Regions from separate parts of the Mus musculus genome. Here region 2 is linked to region 1. A link is a contact called in public promoter capture Hi-C data. All regions are on one chromosome and are shown on one strand. Each heading gives the region's core, a stretch centred on a gene start, on an enhancer-like site or on the middle of the called end of the contact. The rest is flanking DNA. Distances are from core to core; before and after follow the strand shown. Region 1 holds the start of C1qtnf4 (C1q and tumor necrosis factor related protein 4). Region 2 holds the start of Large2 (LARGE xylosyl- and glucuronyltransferase 2).

Region 1 (5,072 bases), core at 179-2,678:
AGTCCAGCTGAACGCTGACTCCTTCCATACTTTTCTGACTCTCTGTCCTATGGGTTATGGGGTGAGGGTAGGGAGGAGGGAAAGGGTCCATCCATAGTAGTGAGAACTACACCTGAGAAGTGTCCGGTCCACTCTGTTTCTTCATACAAAGCTCTTTTGGACATATAGATAAGCCCTCTTCCATTTTATGGATGAGAAATCTGGTGCCTAAACGAGGGGTACACGTTTTGGCTCAAGGTCATCCACTGAACTCTTAGCCTTAAACAGAGGGTTTGTTCTTTTTTTCCATTTCAAATCAGTGCGCTTCTCTACCAGCTCTCCCTCTTACACAAAGGTCAATGTGTTTCCCGCCTCAGTGACCCCTTTTGCAAAACCAGAAGAGACAAGGGAGCGAAGGAGGAAGCAAACAAAGGCAAGCACAGCCTCTGTCATTTGTTTGCTGAGAGGTGGGAGCTCTCCCTCTGCCCGGCAGCTTTCCTGGCAGGTCTTCGCTCGAAGCTCCTGCCCACCTTATCCTTTGCCACCTCCCCTCTAAGTCAGATGAACCCACCAGTGCCAAAGGTTCTTGTGTGTCCAATACCCTTCCTACCTTCCGTACTCCACTGCACATGCCCCTGAACCCTGGATCCTTTCCTCTAACAATCCCATTCCCCAGCAGGTCAGAGGAGGATGGTAAGGCGTCAGGTGGGTCTCAGAGCTCCAGGAAAGGAAATGGCTGCACAAAGCTCTGTCCAGGTGAAGCTCAAAAATAGTCATCTTCAAAGAGGAAAACTGGGACAGAGCTGGATAGACCCAGAGCCATAGAACCAATGGAGAAGGTGCAGCGATGTCAGACTAAGGGCATCTCCAAGCCCCTAGCGCCTTGTTCCCATATCCCAGTTAACACTGCTTTCAAACCGTGCCAGAACCCCCCTGTATCTTCCTTGAAAGTCCGCATCCTTCCAAGAATGTGAGCCCCACTTTTACAGAAGCAGTCAATAAGTCCCTTCTCGTGGGGAAAAATGCCCCATTAAGGGGTCCCCGCAAGCCCCTTTTCCATTATCCCTGCCCTCCACCCCTCCCTCTGAAGTAAAAGCCCCTGAGCCTCTTTCATGAAAAAGCGCCCAGGTCCTCCTTTCCAGGAAAAGGGACCGGGTCCCTCGTGCCTCCCGCCGCCCCCGCTCGCATAGAAGAGAAGCCTGCGCCCCCGCCTCCTCCGGGCTGCCCTCACCTGGCTGGTGGCGGGCGGGTCGGCTTCGGTCCCAGCCGGCTATCCTGCTCGGTGAGGACGCCGGGCTACACACTGGTCGCCCGCGCTGCGGCTTGACCGGGCCTCCAGGGGTGGCGGGGGTTTAGCCGGCGACGAGTGGGGACCCCGGCAAGGGAGGCGTGAGCAAGTGGGAAGGACAGCAGAAGCTGAAGCGGAGAAACGCAAGGGCGGGGAGCAGGGGAGGCGGAGGGGAGAGCGGAGGACGAGGGAGGGGCGCCGAGCAGTTGGGCCTGGGGCACCGCACCGAGCCTGCGCTGAGCATGGGACCCTTCCTCATTCCTGGATCCTGAGCGTTACCCACCGGGTGCCGCGCTCAGGCGTCATTGATCCAAGTTAGCAGGTGGGGAAACCGAGGCCGCTAGAGAGGCCACCCTAGGGTGGCCCAAGGCATCCTACAGACCAGCTTTCTGGTTTGTGTGGGGAGAGAGGACTCGGGCAAGGCATGGACTGTGCTGCAAGCAAGGACAGTAGGAGGTGAGATTTTGTATGGGACAGATGTCCACGCTGAGTGGCCTTGGGGGGAAGGTCTGAGGGAAGAGAATGATAAATGGGTCAATGTCCTTAGTAAAGTAAGAGGTGAAAATGCCCCACTTTTCCTTCCTCACTTCTGAGTCTGCAAATGCCCCTCCCCCTGCACCTCGTGCGTGTGCTAGCAAGGCTGGAGGAAGGACAAAGCTGCAGACATCAGCACATCAGCTTGAGACCCTCTGAGAAGAACAAAGAAGGTGCAGGATCCTTGGGACGTACTGAATTTTTCTTTTCCGGAAAAGGTTGAGAAGGGCAATAGGAGGTCCCCGTGTGGGGCATGGACTTTCTGGGGAGCTATGCCCACACTCGTAGGAGTCCAACAACACCTCAGGGGCTGAGATCAGCATCTCCTCCACGCCCCACGCCCCCCCTCACCCTCACAGGCTCGCAGAAGCCCTGGCCCTCAGGAGCTTTCCTTCTGGAATTCTCCACATACCTGGCCCCAGTTACTGGAGTATAAATTACCCATGGAGAAGTGATGAGCTTGGGCAGTTCCTCCACGCTGTTGGGTACAAGGAGGCACAAGGCAAAGTGCCTGCCTAGCCCTTGCCAGATCACAAATGTCTCCTTCTCCTTGAAAGCTGGGGAGGGGGGCACTCCAATGGGCAGGGCACTGAGGGTGGGATGAGTCCCACAGGGAAAGGCCAGGAGCCATCCTGTGACACCTGTGGTCCTCCTTAGGCACTGGACCTCTTATTCAGGGCAGGAAGGTGTGGGAGGGAGAGAGGCAGGACATTTGAATCCCAACTGGGGCTGGAAGACATTTGACACTTAATATGGAAGAACTCTCAACAAAGGAATCAGGGTGGGCTGGTAATGGGTAGATAACATGGCAGCCAGCAGGGCCTTGGGAAGGGAGAGGCCAGGGAAGGCATGATGGGGTGCTGGTGGGTGTGGGGGTAGTTAGGAGTGGAAGAGCCACAGATATACCAGATAGGAAGTTAGGAATCATCAGGGCTCAGAGAAAAGGGCCCAGGCTAAGTTGTAGTCTTTGCTTACTCCTACCTGGTTCAAACTGCAAGTGCTGGCAGTGCTGTGCCCTCTCACCCAGGATGCCTCCCTAGCCTGGATGTTACCTGCACACATTTTGGCCCCAACTCCCATTTGCATCTCTCTCCTGGAGCATTCTTGGCTGTGCAGTTAAATAAGGCCAGAGTAATGGAAAGCTAGAACCCTCTAGCAACCCTCAACTAATGAAGGGTAGGGGCTGGGAGTGAATACTGCAGCTTCCTGGTTCCTCAGGAGGAACTTCCTATACCCAGTTCCAAGATGTGTTCTAGGAGAATTAAGAAACCCTTTTAGAGGCTGGAGAGATAGTTCAGGGATCAGGAGTACTGGCTGCCCTTTCAAAGGACCCGAGTTCAATTCCCAGCACCCACATGGCAGGTCACATCTGTCTATAACTCTAGTTTCAGTGGAACTGACACCCTCACACATACTACAAGCAGGTAGAACACCAATGAACATAAAATAAAACAATAATTAAAAGAAAGAAACACCTTTAGTGACAACTTAGTAACATCTGCATGCTTTAGTTTCCTTCTTTCCTTTCAGGACCCACCTGTTTCCTGGAATTACCTCCTAAATAACTATTCAAACCTAAATTCATTCACTCATTCTCTCTGTCTCTGTGTGTGTGTGTAAATTTCTAAAGATTCTATTGTGTCATGTGATGTTTTTCTGGAGCAATGATTGAGAGAACACTGATGTTTGGAAAGAGTATACGTATAACCCGACAGACAGTAGACGAGGCTCTGGCATTGGTTCGCCTTGCTTTCTTTGCTGATCTTCATTTGTTGTGACTTCTCAGAGAGTAATGCACTAAAGAACTTCTGGTGGTGATCTAGCTGCTTGTTGCCACTTCATGGGACTCGTGCCCAACGGCAGAGCCTTGACGTTTCTTCTGGATTGAGCCACTGCTGATTCGTGGTTGGTGTGTTGCTAGTGTACTGGCTTGCTGACAATGAAGATTGGAATCTCTCCCAAAGAACTATTGTTAAACAAGTCCCTAACCCCCGTTTCCTATTTACCTTTCTTTCCCCTTCCTCTGGTAGGTTGTGGGCTAAAAGGGAGGTTGAAGTGTTATTAGTCTCTGTATGTATACATACATACATAGGCTGGATTCACTGCTTCATATCATACATGCATGAAGGTACCCACAGAGGTCAGAAGAGGGTATCTGATTCTCTGGAGCTGAAATTACAATTACAGGAGCTGCCTCAAGTGGGTGCTGGGAACTGAACTCTGCACGTGTGGGTTTTGTTTGTTTGTTTTTAATATTTATTTATTTATTATATGTAAGTACACTGCAGCTGTCTTCAGACACTCCGGAAGAGGGCATCAGATCTTGTTATGAATGGTTGTGAGCCAACATGTGGTTGCCGGGATTTGAACTCAGGACCTTTGGAAGAGCAGTCGGTGCTCTTACTCGCTGAGCCATCTCTCCAGCCCTGCACGTGTGTTTTTAACCTCAGGATCACCTCTCAAGCCTCGGAGCCCAAATTCTTGGCACAGGGTCAGCCCTCAGGTGAGCCAAGACTGGGTCCTTAGCATCTGTCTGGGATTGGGCTAGGTGCTTTTCATAGCCATTATCTCATTTACTTTTCTTTTTCTTTATTACATATTTTCTTCAATTACATTTCCACTGCTATCCCAAAAGTCGCCCCCCCCCACTCCCCTACCCACCCATTCCCATTTTTTGGCCCTGGCATTCCCCTGTACTGGGGCATATAATGTTTGCCTGACCAATGGGCCTCTCTTTCCAGTGATGGCCGACTAGGCCATCTTTTGATACATATGCAGCTAGAGTCAAGAGCTCCGGGGTACTGGTTAGTTCATAATGTTGTTCCTCCGATAGGGTTGCAGATCTCTTTAGCTCCTTGGATACTTTCTCTAGCTCCTCCATTGGGGGCCCTGTGATCCATCCAATAGTTGACTGTGAGCATCCACTTCTGTGTTTGCTAGGCCCCGTCATTTACTTTTCTGACCACCCTCAAAAGTAGATAGCACTAAACTAATTGTACAAATGAGGCATAAAGAATTTAATGCAGGTTGGGGATTTAGCTCAGTGGTAGAACGCTTGCCTAGCAAGTGCAAGGCCCTGGGTTCGGTCCTCAGTTCTGGAAAAAAAAATGTTTAATGCATAGGCTGCGGCCCCAGAATCCATTGCTTCACACAGGGCTGAGCCCTCCTTTGCTCTGGTCTTCTCTGGACATTATTTGTTATTTGGGGTAGGGTGGGGTGGGGTTGGTGTGAGCGGGAGGATGCTGTCCTGCCTGGGGCAAGCAGTGAATCC
Region 2 (4,738 bases), core at 65-2,564, 1.5 Mb before region 1:
GCACCGGGACTCAAAGCCCTGCACACCAGGGTTTTCTCTTAATTCCTAAAAGTCCAAGAGGCGGCTTTCGGTTTCCATAGCAACCGCTAAAGACCTACAGGCTGATCCTCATCTCCCAGAGAAAGGCATTCCGATCACGGGAGCCAGCCCCAGGCTACTGTTGATGGATCTGCCTCCCTTTATACAACTGGACTTTCCCGCTAAAAGGCCCAGCTTGAGCTGCTGGTGAGGCCCTTACCTTAAAGGGCAGGTCCAAGTTCTCACCCAGTTTCCATACACACATTGAATGCCTGGAATGTGCGTGGAGGTGTGGGAGGTGGGGGCTACCTCCCAGAACAAACAGGCAACTTCAACTTCCCTTGAGGACCTGGGAAAATAAGTAAGAGATGTAGAGAAAACTACATTCCAGGAGGAAGGGCAGGGGCAGGTCTTGAGGTAGAAGACCCGCCACAGCTGGGAGCCTACAGGAGCAGTGAAAGGCTGCCTGCCTAGCAAGTAGCCAAAGGCTATAGGTAGGTTCCTTTCACTCTTCAGGGACAATCTCATCTTGTGTCCTTCGGGTGATGTGAGGATTACCTGAGTAAAGACTTGGCAAACACTTAGCTCAGGGCTTGGCATTCAGTCTGTGCTGAACCGACCGTGGCGGGTCTCCTTCACAGTCCAGAGCTCCCTGCACCCCTACAGGGCAAAAGGCGTGCCGGAGGCCCGCTGAAGGGTGGAGAGAAAAGGGAGGAAGAAATCCAGGCCTTGGAGCCCGGCACAATCACAGCTTTCTAGACAAGAGTGGGGGATGCCTGGCCCTGCCCCAGCGGCAAGGAGGCTCTTGGCCAGCAGGAGGGGAGGTGGCCTTCAAAAGGGCACAGTGCCCGCATCTTCCAGTCTGCTTCTGGGTAGGGCTAAGGGCCAGGGAGGACGCCTGCAGGCTACAGGTGGCCCCAGCAGGCCCAGCCTCCTGTCGTCGAACTGAGCAGGTGTCCCTAACCTCTGGGCCGGACATTCCTATCCCATCCCCACTACCCTCAGCTTCCTAAACTTCCGCGGTGTGTTTGCCAATTCTTTGAGAGTCATCCGTTCCTCCCCTTAGGAATGGAGTCCCAGAGCCAGGAGGGTGCAGGTAGTGGGCACAGGACCACCCTGGGTAGCCGTCCCCAAGGCCTTTAGCCCTCCCCGTGCCATGGTGCAAAACCACCCTAAAAGGGGTTGAAGGTTCCCAGACCGTGCGGTGCAGGGGCGGGGCCCTGCCGGGGGTCTCCCCGCCCCTTCCAGCTCAGCTAAGCAAAGGTGAAACCTGAGCCCAGGTTGGGGGCGGGGCTAGTTCGCGATTCTGACCGGGACCTGACTGCAGGGCGGTCGCAGGAGGAACAGGGCCTTCCCGGAGCCACTGGAGCAGGTGAGGCCAGCTGCTGCGCACAGCAGGGCGAGTAGCCGTCGGGCCCCGCGGTCCAGTGCTCATCTTGCTATGGTCCTTGGTCCGCAGGGTCGGTGATGGAGCCCGCAGCCCGGGGTCGCGCCCCGCCCTGAGTCCCACAGTCATGCTGCCCCGAGGTCGCCCCCGGGCAATGGGGGCCGCCGTGCTGCTGCTGCTGCTGTTGCTAGTGGTTGGCTTCTTCCTGTTCGGCCGGGACCCGGATTGTAAGCGCCGGAGCTGGGCAGGGGAAGAAGGGACCCTGTGTGACCGCTGCCTGCTCACGCCACGTGTCTTTTCAGATGGACTGGGCACAACTGCTACCCTCGATGAAGACCCGTACAGGAGTCGCAACCTCTCCGCCTCCAGCCCGCAGCTTCTACTGCCACCCAAGTGCGAGGTAGTTGTGCCAAGTGCTGCCATCCCCGAGGTTCCTGGCCAGTCCAACCATCTGGGCATTTGTGGGAACCACAGCACCTGACATGTAGCTACCCAGCTGGGATACCAGAGGACGCTTGCAACGCACGCCCCCCACTCCTGTTCTAATTCCTCACTTATGAAATTGAGGCGTTGCATCTAGGCACCCCTTCTCCCCATCCCCACCTCCGCTCGGATGCCAGGTGGGGCTACACTGTTCTAGACCAGGATGGCTAAGCTAGCTAGTAGAAGTTGAGGGCCGCTGCTGACCTAGGTGTCCCCTCCCCAGATGTTGCATGTGGCTATCGTGTGTGCGGGATACAACTCCAGCCGAGAGATTATTACCCTAACGAAGTCCCTGCTATTCTACAGGTACAGACAGGCCTGGATGAGGGTCAAAAACCTGCCCGTAACAAAGCCCCACTGTTCTGAGTTTCCTTTCTTATGAAGGGGGCCACCAGAACATTCCCAAGAGCTCCTTGTAGCAGACAGGGCTTCCTCCCGTGGGGAGAATCCTGTATTGTTCCCGCACAGCCATGTTAGGCTAACTTTCTCCACCCAAAAGGAAAAATCCGCTGCACCTCCACCTGATAACTGATGCCGTAGCCAGAAACATCCTGGAGACACTCTTCCGAACATGGATGGTGCCAGCGGTGGTGGTCAGCTTCTATGATGCGGAAGAACTCAAGGCAGGAAGAACTCTGCGCTCGTGCTCAGCTAGGCCCACCTTCTTCTTCCTTTCAGCAGTGGGTGGTGGGAGAGGAAAAACTCTGTCCTACTAGACCTCCTGGAGCTGAAATCTTTCATCCTTTGGGGGGGGGGGGGCGATGGCTACGTCCTGCTGTGCCACTTGCTATGTTATCTCTACCCCCGCCCCCTCCGGACAGCCCCTGGTCTCCTGGATCCCCAACAAACACTACTCTGGCCTCTATGGGCTAATGAAGCTAGTACTTCCCAGCATCCTGCCTCCCAGCCTGGCCCGAGTCATCGTCCTGGATACCGACGTCACTTTCTCCTCTGACATTGTGGAGCTCTGGGCACTCTTTGATCATTTTTCTGGTGAGACACCTGCAACCTTGCCCTAGCCTGCCCCTTCCCCAGCTTCCCCAGGCCACTGCTCTGGATAAGCCCAGAGCCCACATCCCCAGGCAGCTCCCTTCCACCCTCCCCTCCCAGACAAGCAGGTGGTCGGTCTCGTGGAGAACCAGAGCGACTGGTACCTGGGCAACCTCTGGAAGAACCATAGGCCCTGGCCTGCCTTGGGCAGGGGATTTAACACAGGTGGGACAGTGGTGAGGGAGGCAGGATTGGGTGGGCTGTGGGCCTCAGGGGTGGGGTGGGCACAGAATGCTAGGAAGCCCTCCCAAAAGAGCTCTGCCAGTGCTTTGGACCAGACCGTGGGTAAAGAGAACTCACCTAACTTTTGTGTTTGTACCAAATGGTGGTGCCAGCTCTTTGTTCCCTTTGAGACTCTGTTTTCCCATCCACATAATGGGAAGAGTTGAGATAACCCTGACGTGGGGAGGTTTCTGTGAGCTGAGGAGTATATACAGCTCCTCTGTACCCAAGGGAATTATGGACAATTGCATCTGAACCATCAGAAAATATAGTCCCGTGTTACCAGTTTGGACGTATTCTGAGGGATTTGCCATTAGGCAATTTTGTTGCTGTGCACACACCAGAGGGTGTGTTTACACATACCCAGATGGGCTAGCCTACTCTTCTCCAGGCTGTGGTGTGGCCTGGGAACACCCAGCATGTTACTGGGTTGAGTGCCTACTGACAGCCAGGCAGCTGTAGTTCAATGGCAAATGTCTGTATAGCTGAAACTGGAAAAGGCATGGAGGAAACGTACCAGGTAGAAGTAGGTTGGTTGGTCGGTTTGACAAGGACTCATGCATCCAGTCTGTCTTTGAACTTAACTATGTACCCGAGGATGGCCTTGAACTTCTGATCCTCCTGCCTCTGTCTCCCCAGGGCTGGGACTCCAGGTATATGCTCTCTGGTTAATGCCAAGCGGGGGCCATAAGCCAGGGCTTTATGCATGACAGACACGCACTACGACTGAGCTACCCCAGCGCTAGCTGGTGACTTTTTATTTCATTTAATCATGTACCATCTGCAGTGTATGCTTTATAGTGTTGACCAAAGCACTGTTAGGTGACCGCCTGTGCAATTCAGACCTTGCAGCCTGGTGTGGTGCTGCGTCTTGGGGGGCTGAGGCCAGTCAAAGAGACTTAGTGAGGTCCTATTTCAAAATAATATTTTAAAAAAAGATTTATGTGTATGAAAGTTTAGTCTGCATGTATGTATGTGCACTGCATTCATGCCTACAACCAATGGAGATCAGAGAGGGCACCGAATCCTCTGAAATGAGTTACAAGGGCTGTGAGTCACCATGTGGGTTCCAGGGCTCGAACCTGGATCCTCTGCAAGAGCAACAAGTGTACTTAATCATGTATCTATCTCTTTAGTTCTTCAAAATAAAATTTAAAAAGCAGCTGGCGGGTATAGTTCAGTGGTAGGCTATCTTGAATGTAAGAGGGTCCGGGCTCTCCCCCACACACACACAACCACCCCCCACCCCCCACCCCCGCCCCATACTACAAAAAGTACATTCAAAAGACTCGGGATAGATCCGGATGTCCCGGTGGGCATGGCAACCTCTCTCCCTGCTGGCAGGTGTGATCCTGCTGTGGCTGGACAGGCTCCAGCAAACTGGCTGGGAGCAGATGTGGAAGGTGACAGCCAAACGAGAGCTGCTCACTCTGATGGCTACTTCCTTGGCTGACCAGGTATGGGGGATCTGCGGGAACAGAACTGAGGGGCAGGCTGGGGACTGAGATGTGAACTCTAACGCAAAGCTGTTGCCGTTACTGCCTAGGACATCTTCAATGCGGTCATCAAGGAGCACCC

What was found. Promoter capture Hi-C pulls out the DNA fragments that hold promoters and counts their contacts.
Region 2: a promoter capture Hi-C map of embryonic stem cells shows a contact between it and region 1, with 4 times the contacts expected there. The contact joins the promoter of Large2 here to the promoter of C1qtnf4 in region 1. A contact is called at or near these places in 3 of 39 promoter capture datasets (embryonic stem cells, liver and neutrophils).

What each region holds. Positions count from the first base shown.
Region 1 is chr2:90,882,142-90,887,213 of GRCm38.p6, reverse strand. C1qtnf4 (C1q and tumor necrosis factor related protein 4) reads right to left here and starts at 1,428. Exons shown (of 2, transcript NM_026161.3): 1 at 1,211-1,428.
Region 2 is chr2:92,367,633-92,372,370 of GRCm38.p6, reverse strand. It overlaps Large2 (LARGE xylosyl- and glucuronyltransferase 2), which reads left to right and starts at 1,314. Exons shown (of 15, transcript NM_172670.3): 1 at 1,314-1,390; 2 at 1,478-1,632; 3 at 1,708-1,805; 4 at 2,112-2,194; 5 at 2,388-2,511; 6 at 2,710-2,881; 7 at 2,999-3,103; 8 at 4,505-4,617; 9 at 4,707-4,738. The coding sequence starts at 1,533.